Linked DNA regions of Sus scrofa: regions 2 and 3 are each linked to region 1. The links are chromatin contacts, called in public Hi-C and promoter capture Hi-C maps. All regions are on one chromosome and are shown on one strand. The core of a region is the stretch at or near the end of the contact, and the rest is flanking DNA. Distances in the headings are between cores, read along the strand shown.

Evidence for each region. Promoter capture Hi-C pulls out the DNA fragments that hold promoters and counts their contacts. Hi-C and Micro-C count contacts between places; a contact is called where the count stands out from the background.
Region 2: a contact with region 1 is called in a promoter capture Hi-C map of fetal skeletal muscle, with 4 times the contacts expected there. The contact joins the promoter of KIAA1191 here to the promoter of GPRIN1 in region 1. A contact is called at or near these places in 1 of 5 promoter capture datasets (fetal skeletal muscle) and 2 of 47 Hi-C or Micro-C datasets (embryonic fibroblasts and heart right ventricle).
Region 3: a contact with region 1 is called in a Hi-C map of embryonic fibroblasts, with 4 times the contacts expected there. The contact joins the promoter of CLTB here to the promoter of GPRIN1 in region 1. A contact is called at or near these places in 1 of 5 promoter capture datasets (liver), 11 of 47 Hi-C or Micro-C datasets (embryonic fibroblasts, epiblast stem cells, fetal heart ventricle and 6 more) and 1 of 2 datasets of contacts at active chromatin or transcription factors (skeletal muscle).

What each region holds. Positions count from the first base shown.
Region 1 is chr2:81,306,080-81,309,894 of Sscrofa11.1, reverse strand. It overlaps GPRIN1 (G protein-regulated inducer of neurite outgrowth 1), which reads right to left and starts at 2,163. Exons shown (of 3, transcript XM_021084418.1): 1 at 1,553-2,163. It overlaps LOC106509472 (a long non-coding RNA gene), which reads left to right. Exons shown (of 4, transcript XR_002341731.1): 2 at 1-3; 3 at 555-721.
Region 2 is chr2:81,521,524-81,525,338 of Sscrofa11.1, reverse strand. It overlaps KIAA1191 (KIAA1191 ortholog), which reads right to left and starts at 1,763. Exons shown (of 9, transcript NM_001252388.1): 1 at 1,592-1,763; 2 at 1-86.
Region 3 is chr2:81,462,876-81,466,690 of Sscrofa11.1, reverse strand. It overlaps CLTB (clathrin light chain B), which reads right to left and starts at 1,804. Exons shown (of 5, transcript XM_021084433.1): 1 at 1,402-1,804. The coding sequence starts at 1,588.

The DNA of each region.
Region 1 (3,815 bases), core at 914-3,413:
GAGGTAAAAGACTGAAATGACCCTCAGGCATGCGGGCTAGTTCTCCCAGGGTGCAGCAGAGCACATCGACTGCTTGTGGACATCTGTGCTAGCTTAGGCCAGCCTGGGGAGCCAGCACCCGGCTCCTGCATCCTGCTCAGGAACTTTGTGTGCACATCTACAACCTGTATGTGCAGAATGACTGGTATGTTTATATCTCCTGGAGGCCACTTGGACCCTGTGGGTATACACATACATGGCCACATGGCTTCAGAGTCTCACTCATGGAAGAGGTGGCCTGGGTATGTGCCCTGCTCCCAGCAGAGCAGCCCCTGTGCATGCCTACTCAGGCTCAGAGACAGGGCCAGCCCGTTCCTTTCCCTCTAGAGTATCTTCCCAACTGGAGCCAGGGCTGCCAGGCACCTGCAAATATCTCCTCCCATGGTGACACGATTGACAGAGGCTTGTGGGGCTTCGGCAGGTGTGAGAGTGTGCAGTGTGTGTGTGCGTGCGCGCGCACCCGCACGACAATTTCAGTGTGCTGTCCCTCACCCTCTCATCCCCTTGCCTCCTAGAACCCTCAAAGCAGCAAAGCTTCCTGCCTGGGGCTAGAGGGGAGATGGAGTCTAGCAAAGGGCGACAGCCAGGCTTACATCCGGAAACAGCCCCCAGACCATGCATCCATCCATCCATCCACAGGAGGGCAAGAGTGGACATGCAGGAGCAGCGGGTGGACAGCAAGGTAAAAGTGTGTGATGGAGTGTGTGACACGCCTACTCCAGGGTCTGGGGGTACATGAGAGGGAGACCGTGATGAGCTGGTGTGAACAGGCACACACGCAGGCCAGAGGAGGGTGGCTACGAGTGTGTTGTGATCAGGGAGTATTGCTGAATTGAGTGTGCTGTGATAGGCAGTGGTTGGGGTGAGTGCGCAGCTATGCCTGGGTGTGTATGGCAAGGTGTACTGGGTGGGTGCACAGGTGGCCTTGTGTATGAGTCTGATGGAATGATCAAGGGCCATAGTGTGCGTAGACCCGTGGCTTCAAGCGTTGAGTGTGCGACTGTGTGTGACGGAGCCCCAGAGTGTGTGCCACACTAGGCGTGCGACGGCGAGTGTGCTCAGTGGTGCCAGTAGAACCACTCTAGCGCCGAGCTGGCTCCAGGGGGAAAAAATGAATCAATGCGGGCGGACCCCCTCCCCGCGGTGGCGGGAAGCGCCACCTCCCGCACCGCGGTGCCAAACAAAGCGGCAGGCGGCGGAGAGGCCAGGCATGGGGCGGGGGTCCTACACACGGGTCAGGCTGACCAGCAGGGCCCCTCGGGTCCTTGGCTGGGACTGCGGACCCGCCCCCGCCCCGCCCCAGTCAGGCGCCTGGAAATAGACACCCGCCACCCTGGCGGAGCGCATACATTCACCCGGGCGCCCAGATATATACCACCGCGCACCGTACCCGAGCCCCGCCACCCAGGCCGCTCGAGGACCCTGGACAGCGTCTCTGGGGCTGCCGCGAGCGGAAGAAGGGGGTCGACACTGTCAGCCTAGAAGGGGCAGCAGGTGCGGGCGCGGCACTTACCCGGCTGTGCCGCCGCTTCGTCTCCTCCGCGCGCTGCGCTCCAGCTCCCGCCACCGCCGCCGCCGCCGCCGCCGCCGCCCGAGCGGCCTCGGCTGCCTCCGGCCGGGCTGGCGGGCGGACTCCGTGCAGCCGTCCTCCGAGCTAGCTCCGCTCTCCCGCCCTGCGCCCCGCCCCGGGCATGCGCGCTGGCCAACTCGCGGCCTCAGAACCGGGAGGGGGCGGTGCCGGTGGGGAAGCAGAGGCCTGAAGGAGGGAGGGGTGCCCCTTACCCGCCGCTCCTCACCGTGGCACCTGGACTCCTGGGTTCCCCGCCCTCCTCGAACCGGTTCCCATTTCACAGACTGGAGACTGAGGGGCGGAGAGGCTGCCCATTTGCTGCGCGCCTGTTGAGGGCGGGGCGCGCTGCCTCTTAGATCTCACACAATCTAACCCCGCGAACGCCCTCCGTTTTTTCACCTAGCAAGAAATTGGGGCCCAGAGAGGGGAAGCCACTTGTCTGAGGATACTCGGCTCCTGGATAGGGACTCCCGTCTGCGCGATCTCGGAGCTCCCCCTGCGCGGAATTTCCCGCCTCCGCCTTGGCCGCACTTCCGGCCTTCGCCCCCCACCTCCGCCCCGCCCCCTCCCCTTTGTCTCGCCGCCACCCACGCTCCCTCGAGTGGAAGGACTTGAGTGGCTGGGGGAGAAGGAGGGAGTGCCTTCGCCTTCCCGTTACCGGCCTCTCTAGCTCGGGTGCCCGCCCACCCTCTAGTCTGTGCAAGCTGGGTTCTCCTCCCCCTGGGTGCCTTCCAGCAAGTCTCTCGGAGACTTAATTTACCCGTCTACAGGATGGGACTAACATTTGTCACCTCGTGGTGAGTGGTCTTGGAAGGATGACGGAGCCTGAGGTAGATGTTCAGGGGCTTCCACAGCTGAATCTGAGTTCCCAAGGACGTGAGGACTTGCTGCCCACCCTGCCTCGACGTTTCTTAACAGAGAAATAGTCTCCTCCCCTTTGACTCCCCAGAGGAGGAAAAATAAGTTTGTAATTGCCAAGAGGTGCTAAAACCCCCTCACTTGTATGTGAAACCACCGACTAAAAATGGTAACAACTAACGTTAATATATATCGGGGCAGTGTTTTATGGTAAAGCAGCAAGTCAAGGTAAGAACTAACGTTACTTTAGTTTTGTTTAAGGTTTCATCTAATTTCCATTTCCAGTTACTTATACGCAAGTTAATACTAATGTATTATATCTCCATTTTCAGATGAGAAAACTGAGATATTAATAATAGGTCAATTGTCTGTGCTTACACAGCTCGTTAGTAGTGGGGCTAACTCCTGAAACCTCATACTTCATACTTACTTTCTATCCCTCTCACTTACCTGGTGAACCATAAGTCATCGTGATCATTTAGACAATTTAAAAAATCTAGATAGGGAGTTTCTGTCGTGCGGCAGTGGAAACGAATCCGACTAGGAACCATGAGGTTTCGGGTTCAATCCCTGGCCTCGCTCAGTGGGTTAAGGATCCAGCGTTGCTGTGACTGTGATGTAGGCCAGCAGCTACAGCTCCAATTAGACCCCTAGCTGGGAACCTCCATATGCCGCGAGTGCGGCCCTAAAAAGAAAAAAAAAAAAAATCTAGGTGGCAAATAGGAAAAAAAAAAAAAAATCTATCAGACTGACGTCTTTAGCCAGTTTTCCAGGGAAGCAAAAACTGGAGTACCGAACCCATCTTCAGCACCACGGACAACACCCATGCAAGGGCTGCTTTCTAATATTTCTGGCCCTGCAAATTGCTCTTTCATTGCCCACGGGGGTACTTCGATTCATAGTTTACACAGCCTCTTTACAGTCATCATTTCATTTTAGTTTCCCTACAGTCCTTCAAGGTGGATGGTATTGGCTCAATGATGCAGATGAAGACATCAAGGGTTGAGCAGGTTCACAAGATATGAAAAGTGGCAAGGAGCTACCTGTGATCTAAAAAGCTACTCCCCCCCTGCCCCTGGGGCAGAAGGAGTGTGGTTGGGAGCGGGACTAGGGCATGAGTGAGAAGGCCGTATCAGTTGTCCAGGTGAGAGAAAAATGTTACCTGAACCATTGGGATGGAGAGGGAGGGTCAGATTTGGTACCTATTTAGGGGTAAAGTCAACAAATCTTGGTCATGCGGTGGGATGTGAGAGTGAAAGCAGAGAGGATTCTGCTGCTTCTCTGAGATTCTGCCTTGAGGAGCCAAATGGATGGAGGACAGATGCGGATGAGCCTGGGGAAAGAAGGG
Region 2 (3,815 bases), core at 514-3,013, 220 kb before region 1:
TGACAGACAGATATTAAAGAGGAACATTGTCCAGCTGCTGCAAATTAGCCAAGCTGCTCAGGAAGAGTCCATCCATTCCAGAGGTCCTGAGAACAACAACCAGCATTGGCACAGCCCTTCAGATTCTGTCAAACAGCTTCCTGTACTTTCATGTATTTCCCATAACAACCCAGGGAGAGGTATTACACTCACTTTTTCTCAGCCACACCCAAACGATATGGAAGTTCCCAGGGCCAGGAATAAAATCCGAGCCACAGCTGTGACCCACACCACAGCTGTGGCAAGGCTAATCCTTAACCCGCTGTGCCTAGCTGGGGGTCTAATCCATGATGCCACAGACATATTGGATCCTTAACCCACTGTGTCATGGCAGGAACTCCTCATTGTGGTGGTTTTGTTTTTTGCTTTTTAGCACCACAGGTGCAGCATATGGAGGTTCCCAGGCTAGAGGTTGAATTCAAGCTGCAGCTGCCGGCCTATGCCACAGCCACAGGAACACCAGATCTGAGCCCAGTCTGCAACCTACACCGCAGCTTGTGGCAACGCCAGATCTTTAACCCACTGAGCGAGGGACTGAATCCACATCTTCATGGGTACTAGTCAGGTTCATTTCTGCTGAGCCAAAACGGGAACTCCCTCATTTTGTTTTTAAAGTTAGGCTCAGGGTCAAAATAACCTGACCCACAGAAAGGGGCTAGGTACCACAGTGGGTAAATTCATTCTTTGCTGAAACGATGACTGATATTTAAATGAGGAGTTTATACATTTATCTTGTGTTTTAACCCTTGCAATGACCCTGCAAAGCAAGCATTGTTTATCCCCAATTTAAAGAGAAGTAAACTAAAAAAGCAGAAGTGATTTGTCCAAGGTTACAGATAAGTGGCCCATTTATAAGACAGGTATTTCACTCCCATTTTACAGGGGAATTCAAACAAAGCCCTAGGAAAGCCAACTTACTTGCTTTTCAACTTGCTACACTGCCCCGTCTATCCTGACGGAGCTCCAGTCAGAAAATCCGTTAGTTCTTCATCAAAGGGCATCGTAGAAACCAAAGTCTGGCCACCCTCCAGGTTCGGGCAACATTCTGACCCCGAACCTCCCCTTCCACTTCGCGGTGCCAATCTCCCCCCTCCTTCCCCGCAGGGCTCTGACTTCTCCTTCACAAGATACAGGACAATGACACCAGGATGTGAAAGGCCTGGGCTGAGTCAACCGCCTCTTCAACCGGAGAGGCTAAGAAAGACTAAACAGATTAGTCGGGGCCTGGCCCACGCCGAAGGTTCCCCAGGGCAGGGCAAGTAGGAGGCTTCAGACGTGAAGGCGAGGAGCGAGGGTCCAGGACTAGGCTGGCCCGGTGAAGTCGGGGCTAGGCCAAGTGCCGGGGCTGCCTGGGTATCAGAGCGAAACCCACAGGGGACCACAAAAGGCGGGGCGACAGAGGCACGCAGTGGTCTGGCCAAGATCTGAGCCCCGGTAAGGGGAGAAGGGAGAGGGGCCGCGAGGCCCAAGACCCGGACCTCGGTGGAGGGACCAGGGCACGCCCCTCCGTACCTGCAAAAGACAGAGCCCCAGGCCCGGCTCATCTGGTTACCTGTTCTGCCGCCGCCGCGGAGCTGCCTGCGGCCCGAGCTCCGACACTAAAGATGTTCCAAGGACCCACGTTTCTCGAGAGGAAGTGGGGCAGTCGAGACGCAAGCCATGGTGTGAATGGCACTGTGCCCGTGGCGACACCAAAGGCCCCAGGCACTGAGCAGGGAGTGAACTCAGGCTGCGGAACCAGCCCGCAGCCTGATAAAGCCTCCGGAGGTCGCGTCATTTCACGCGATACTTGGCCGGGGTTGGGGGTGAGTCTCGAGGAACGCTGGGAGTTGTAGTCCACAATCGGGAAAGCCCCGTGTCTTAGCTGCACGGCTGGATGGTGGAGCCTCCGCTCTGTGTGTGGAACCCAGCAGCTCCCAAAGTAAAAGCACCCTTTACCAGCACTCTATGCCCGGGTCTGTTTCAGACTGAGGGCAGATGGAGTGACACGACCAAACCCCTTTCACAGAGGGGAAATTGAGGCTCAGAGAGATTCAAAGACACTTTGAAAAGATGTGAAGTGAGCAGAGACCCTCTTCCAGGAACAGCTGAGTTAGGCAGTGTTTACCATTAGCAGAACCCAAAGGGGGAGCAAACCGAACCTGACTCCCCTAGGTAACGTGGTCGTAATATCATTTTCCTTTTACACTAGGAAAGTGACACTTGGAGAGGTGCCAACTCAAATGTCACATCCTGAAGGAAGACTTTTTTCCTAAAGGATTTACAAATATGACAAAGCAACAAAGTTGAGGAAGTAAAGGAATAAATCTGTCCACATTTCTACCCTACGTCCAAATCTTGTGGTCAAGGCACATCTCAAGAGGGCTGTAGGGAGTGGGGTTTGGATTTGACTTTTAGATTTCAGTGTTTGACCATAGGCCAAGCCCACTGGCAAAACTGAGAGGCTTTCCTCATGCACCTTTAAACCTGAGTGCCATCACCAGACCCTTGTTTGAGTGCACTGTTAATTAGAATCTTTTCTAAATTCTGTGATTAGTTTATAAATAGCACAATTACATTGCCCTGTGATTTTGTTGTTGTGTTGTTTCTGTTCAAAGTGTTACTTTGTAAATTTTGAACTTCTAAAATATACTATATAATTTTTACCCTCTGTGAAAGCAAAGCTGACTCTTGCCCTCCTCCATCAAAAGGAAGGCATCCCCATGCTGTACAGCGGAAAAATTAATTAAAAAAAAAAAAAAAAAAGGAAGGCACATTACATCTCAGTCAGGAGGGGAAGAAAGAGCATTTTTCAACCTGACATAAATCATAAAACAGGATCACTTTGTTTTGTTCTTATCCCCAAATTAATGAAAACTGAAGACTTTCCTGGAAGTTAATGACTCTAAGACTACTTTATCCCTGATTTTTTTTTTCCTTTGTCTTTTTAGGGCCCACCTGCAGCATATGGAAGTTCCCAGGCTAGGGGTCGAGTAGGAGCTGCAGCTGCCGGCCTACGCCCCAGCTCACAGCAACACCAGATCCAAACCACATCTTCGACCTACACTGCAGCTTACCGCAACGAGGGATCCTTAACCCACTGAGCAAGGCCAGGGACTGAACCCACATCCTCATGGATACTAGTAGGGTTCTTAACCCGCTGAACCATAACAGGAACTCCTTATCCCTGACTTTTATAATACTGATGTCTGAAGCTGTGGCGTGACGTTGGCAAATAGTCGCCATGTGAGAAAATTTCTGTTTTCCCCAAAGAGCAGACTAGCTACAAACTTTTTTTTTGTTTGTTTTGTTGCCTTTTTTTAGGGCAGCACACAGGGCATATGGACGTTCCCAGGCTAGGGGTTGAATCAGAGCCGCAGCTGCCAGCCTGCACCACAACCACAACACCAGATCTGAGCCTCGTCTGTGACCTACATCACAGCTCATGGCAATGCCAGATCCTTAACCAATTGAGTGAGGCCAGGAATTGAACGCACATCCTCATGGATACTAGTTGGATTCATTCCCATTGCCATAAATGTTTAACCTTCTCAAGCTTAACAGAGCTTTCTCCGTGAAATGGGTATCATATTTGTTTATTTGGAGAGCTTATTCTTCTAAAGCCTGGACTTCCTTTGGAAACTTCTTTGTAAGTAAACTACATTGGTTGCATAGCTAAGGAGGATTCAGTCAGTCGCAGCTGAATCCATAAGGCTCAAGAAGGGCACCTTCAGAGTTATTTGATCTCAGGCCATTTTTCTCAGCTCCTCCAGTGGACATCTTGCAGCAATAGAGGT
Region 3 (3,815 bases), core at 555-3,054, 160 kb before region 1:
AAAAGACTCCCCCTCCCTACCTTCATATCCTATCACCTCCCAGGGTGACTGTCATAGCATTTGAAAGAGCATGGAGCCCAGAGTTGGGAGGCCTGGAATCAAGTCCCAGATCTGTCACTCATGGCTGTGCGACTTTGTGAAAGATACTCAGATCTCTGGGCCTCTGGTTTCTTATATGTTAAAAAAGACTTGTTAGGTTTTTTGTGCCAAGGAAATACAGAGATGCTCCCAGTTCCTCTAGCCCCAGGAACTATCTTATTCATATCTGCATCCCCACTGGGCCTGGCCAATAGTAGGTGCTCAGTAAATGTTGAATGAATGCAAACATGACTCTAAGGAGACTTTCTTGTAAGCAGTTTTTAAAAACAGATGAGCTACCGTTTATTCCAACAGGCTGATAAACCCCCACTAAAATGACAACATTAAGAGGAAGCAAAGGCTGTTTGGGATTCACCCATGAAGGTGATGTCTACTTTTTTACTAAACACTTCAAGAAATTGTTCTTTCAAGCAGAACCAGAGCAGGGATATTGTTGATGAACATGCTAGTGCAAAGATCAGGCTCCAAACCCTGAGTCTGAAGCTATCCACAATAGCCCTGGGCCACCTTTGGACAACCACTAAGTTACAAACCCCAGGAGGACAGGACCACATTTGACTGAAACCCCCCCACACCCCCACCTCCCTGCCCCCATGCTGGGGTCTAATCCAGAGCCAGGCATCTGGAAGACAATGTGGTCAGGTGGGAAGGGCTTAGAGTCTGAAAGAAATAGATTTAGAGTCCTTTCTCTGCCACTTACTAGTTGTTTCAGTAGTGTACCTTTTGAGCCTCAGTTTTGCCATCTCTGAGATGGGTTTAAGAATGTACATGAAATGATTAAATGTAAGTCAAATGCCAAGATCAATGACTGCAGGATGGCAGGTGGTCCCCAGGGAAGGTTTGTGAGTTCTCAGCCAGTGCCCCTGCTCTCCCAGCCGTAGGAAGGAGCTAAGTCTGAGGGGCAGGGAGGTCTTGGGTTCTGCCCACAACTGCAGGGCTCAGCCTGGGCCAGCCAGCCTCCTGGGACGCTCAGGAGAGAGTCTCAGGGCTGGGCAGTGTTGGATTCCAGAGCTGGGCAGTAGCAGAGTTGGCTTGGGGATGAAATGTCACGCTGAATTTCTATCCTGGGAGCCACCAGATCCACAGCTCCAGGGGGGCCCTCAGATGGGGGAATCTCCACAAGACTCCCCTCCCCCATTTCTTCCAGGTCCACTCAGGTACACACAGTCCCAGGCCTGCTCCCGGCTGGCCATACATAGCAGGCCCTCTTCACTCGACCGCAGGGCCCCGAGACCGGTACCCCGGGTGCGAGCTGCAGCACCCCCCCCCCGCCCCAGTCCCCAGGCTACCGCGCTGACTCACCCCCACTCGCTGGTCCCGGCTGCGCGAGGGCCGCCTGGCTGCCGGCAGGTGCCCCGAAGCCCTCGTCATTCTCTATGCCCGCGATTTCACTCTCCTGCTGGGCCAGGAAGGCAGCCGCCGGGTCCTCCTCGGCAACCTCAGGGGCCCCGCTCTCCGATGACGAGAAGAAGCCAAAGTCATCAGCCATTTTCCCCGCGTCTCTGCTGAAGCGTCCGCCTGGCCCTTGGCTCTGCCCGGCGCGTGCCCCGCGCTGCGCCCGGCGGCCGCGACACTGTCACCCGAGCCGCCTGGGGGAGCCGGCCTCGGCGGGGACGGGCTCGGCGCGGCGGCCCCGCACTTCCTCTCTGCCACCGGGCCCGGCTTCCCTGTCACTGCGGCGGCAAGCGGGAGGAGCCGGGACGGGAATGCGGTGATGTCACCGGCCGAGGGAGGGGGCCCGCAGGACGGCCGGAGGTCGCCTCGCAGCGGCCACAGGAGGGCGTCAGCAGGACGGAGGCGCAGCCGGAGGGGCCCGAAGGCCGGGGCCGCGCTCCCTACTCCCGCCAAGCAGCGCGCATTTCCAGGGCACCAGTGGTGACAGGGTGCAGCTCTGGCCCGGTCTAGAGGTGAAGCGGACTGGACAGAGGGATTATAGTGAGCACAGGCCACCAGAGGAAGGCAGCCTGGAGGACCTCGAGAGCACGGAGGGGGTGGTCGCTGTGCAACCTGACTCCTGATTCATTCTGCAAAATTTCTTCTCCTAAACTGGGTGGATATTATGAATCCCATTATTAGGAGCCTTGGAGAGGTGGCATTAAGTCTCATGCCTTCGTGGCATCTTTCCTGCAAGTCCTGGGCCTTTCCCGCAAGGCCACGTTGCTTCCGTCCAATTTTTATACATTTCTCTTCATTGGAGAGGCTTCACTTCACACCAGCAGAGTTTATGTGACCTGACTGGGTCCCTACTCGAAGGCTGGGCCCCTTAAATATTCCTTAAGTAAGAACCAGCCTAAGAAAGACAGGTCTGATTTATCCAGGCAGCCTGCCACTCCTCCAGCCAGTCGTCTTCAGGAAACAGTCTCCAAAATATAATAAAATCCAGTCTTGGCCAAGGGGAGATTACAGTCTAGGAGACTAACAGATGGCAAGTGTCCAGTCACAGCACAGTGTGGGAGGTGCTCTGACATTTAAACACTGGGGTGGTGGGGAGCAGGGTGCAGAACCACCATCACATTTGGCCTTTGGGATTTTCTTCTTCTGATTTGAGACTTGAAGGTCAACTATGAACTGCAAGAGGGAAAGGAAAGAAGTGCCTCAAGCTGTGAGTAGCGGTTCCCTTAGGGGGGAGCGGAAGCAAGGTTGGGCTGAAGGGCAATTTCACTTCTGCACAGTAATACTTTGATGTAGTTTTCAATCTGATGATGAGAATATGGTCATTTATTAGTAGTATGGAAAAGAAAGAAATTTCAGGCCCTGTACAACCTGGTCCATGCATAGTGTTCACCATTGTCTATCTCACACTTCTTTCTCATTTCAAGTTACAGGCTCAGGAACTGAAAAGACTTTGAACATTTCCTAGTTGAACAAACCAGCCATAAATGTCAACTCCATTTGTTAGAAACACAAGGGCTAGTGAGTGCTATGCTCCCACTGTGATCTTCCCCTGGACATCTTGTCTGATTCCCAGAGACTTCAGTCAGTAGCTCTGGCAACACTACACTGAGTAAACCCACTGCAAGCACTCTTTCCAACTACTTCCTCCTTCCTTCCTGCTCCTTCCTAATTTAGCCATCAGCAGAATTCAGCTCCATGTTTATTTATACAAGTTACTGGTCCAGATCACTCTGCCACCACCCTTGATCTTGTACATGATCTCTTACTCTTAAACACCAATATTAAAAATGATTATTAAGGAGTTCCTGTTGCGTCTCAGTGGTAATAAATCCAACTAGTATCCATGAGGATGTGGGTTCAATCCCTGGCCTCACTCAGCGAGTTAAGGATTCAGCATTGCCGTGAACTGTGGTGTAAGTCGAAGACACAGTTCAGATCCCAATAGGCCGGGAACTGTAGCTCTGATTCAATCCCTAGCCTGGGGACCTCCATATGCCTCAGGTGCAGCCCTAAAAAAAAAAAAAAAAAAAAGAAAGAAAAGAAAAAGAAAAAAAAGATTATTAAAGCTATATTCTGAACCATGTATCACTTCTTTGTGCTGAACAGTCCCAGTTTCTTGACATGTACCTAAATATCTTTGGAGATCTCTAAATGCAGTTATAAATTTCTAATTCTCCACCTAATTGTGAAACTCAGTAATGATTGAAAGACATCAATAAATAAAGTTGAGCAAAGATACAGGGCAGTCTCATAGAATCTAAATTCCAACTTATGAAGTCTGAAGTGGAGAAATCTTTCACACACTTTTTTTTCTGATTAAT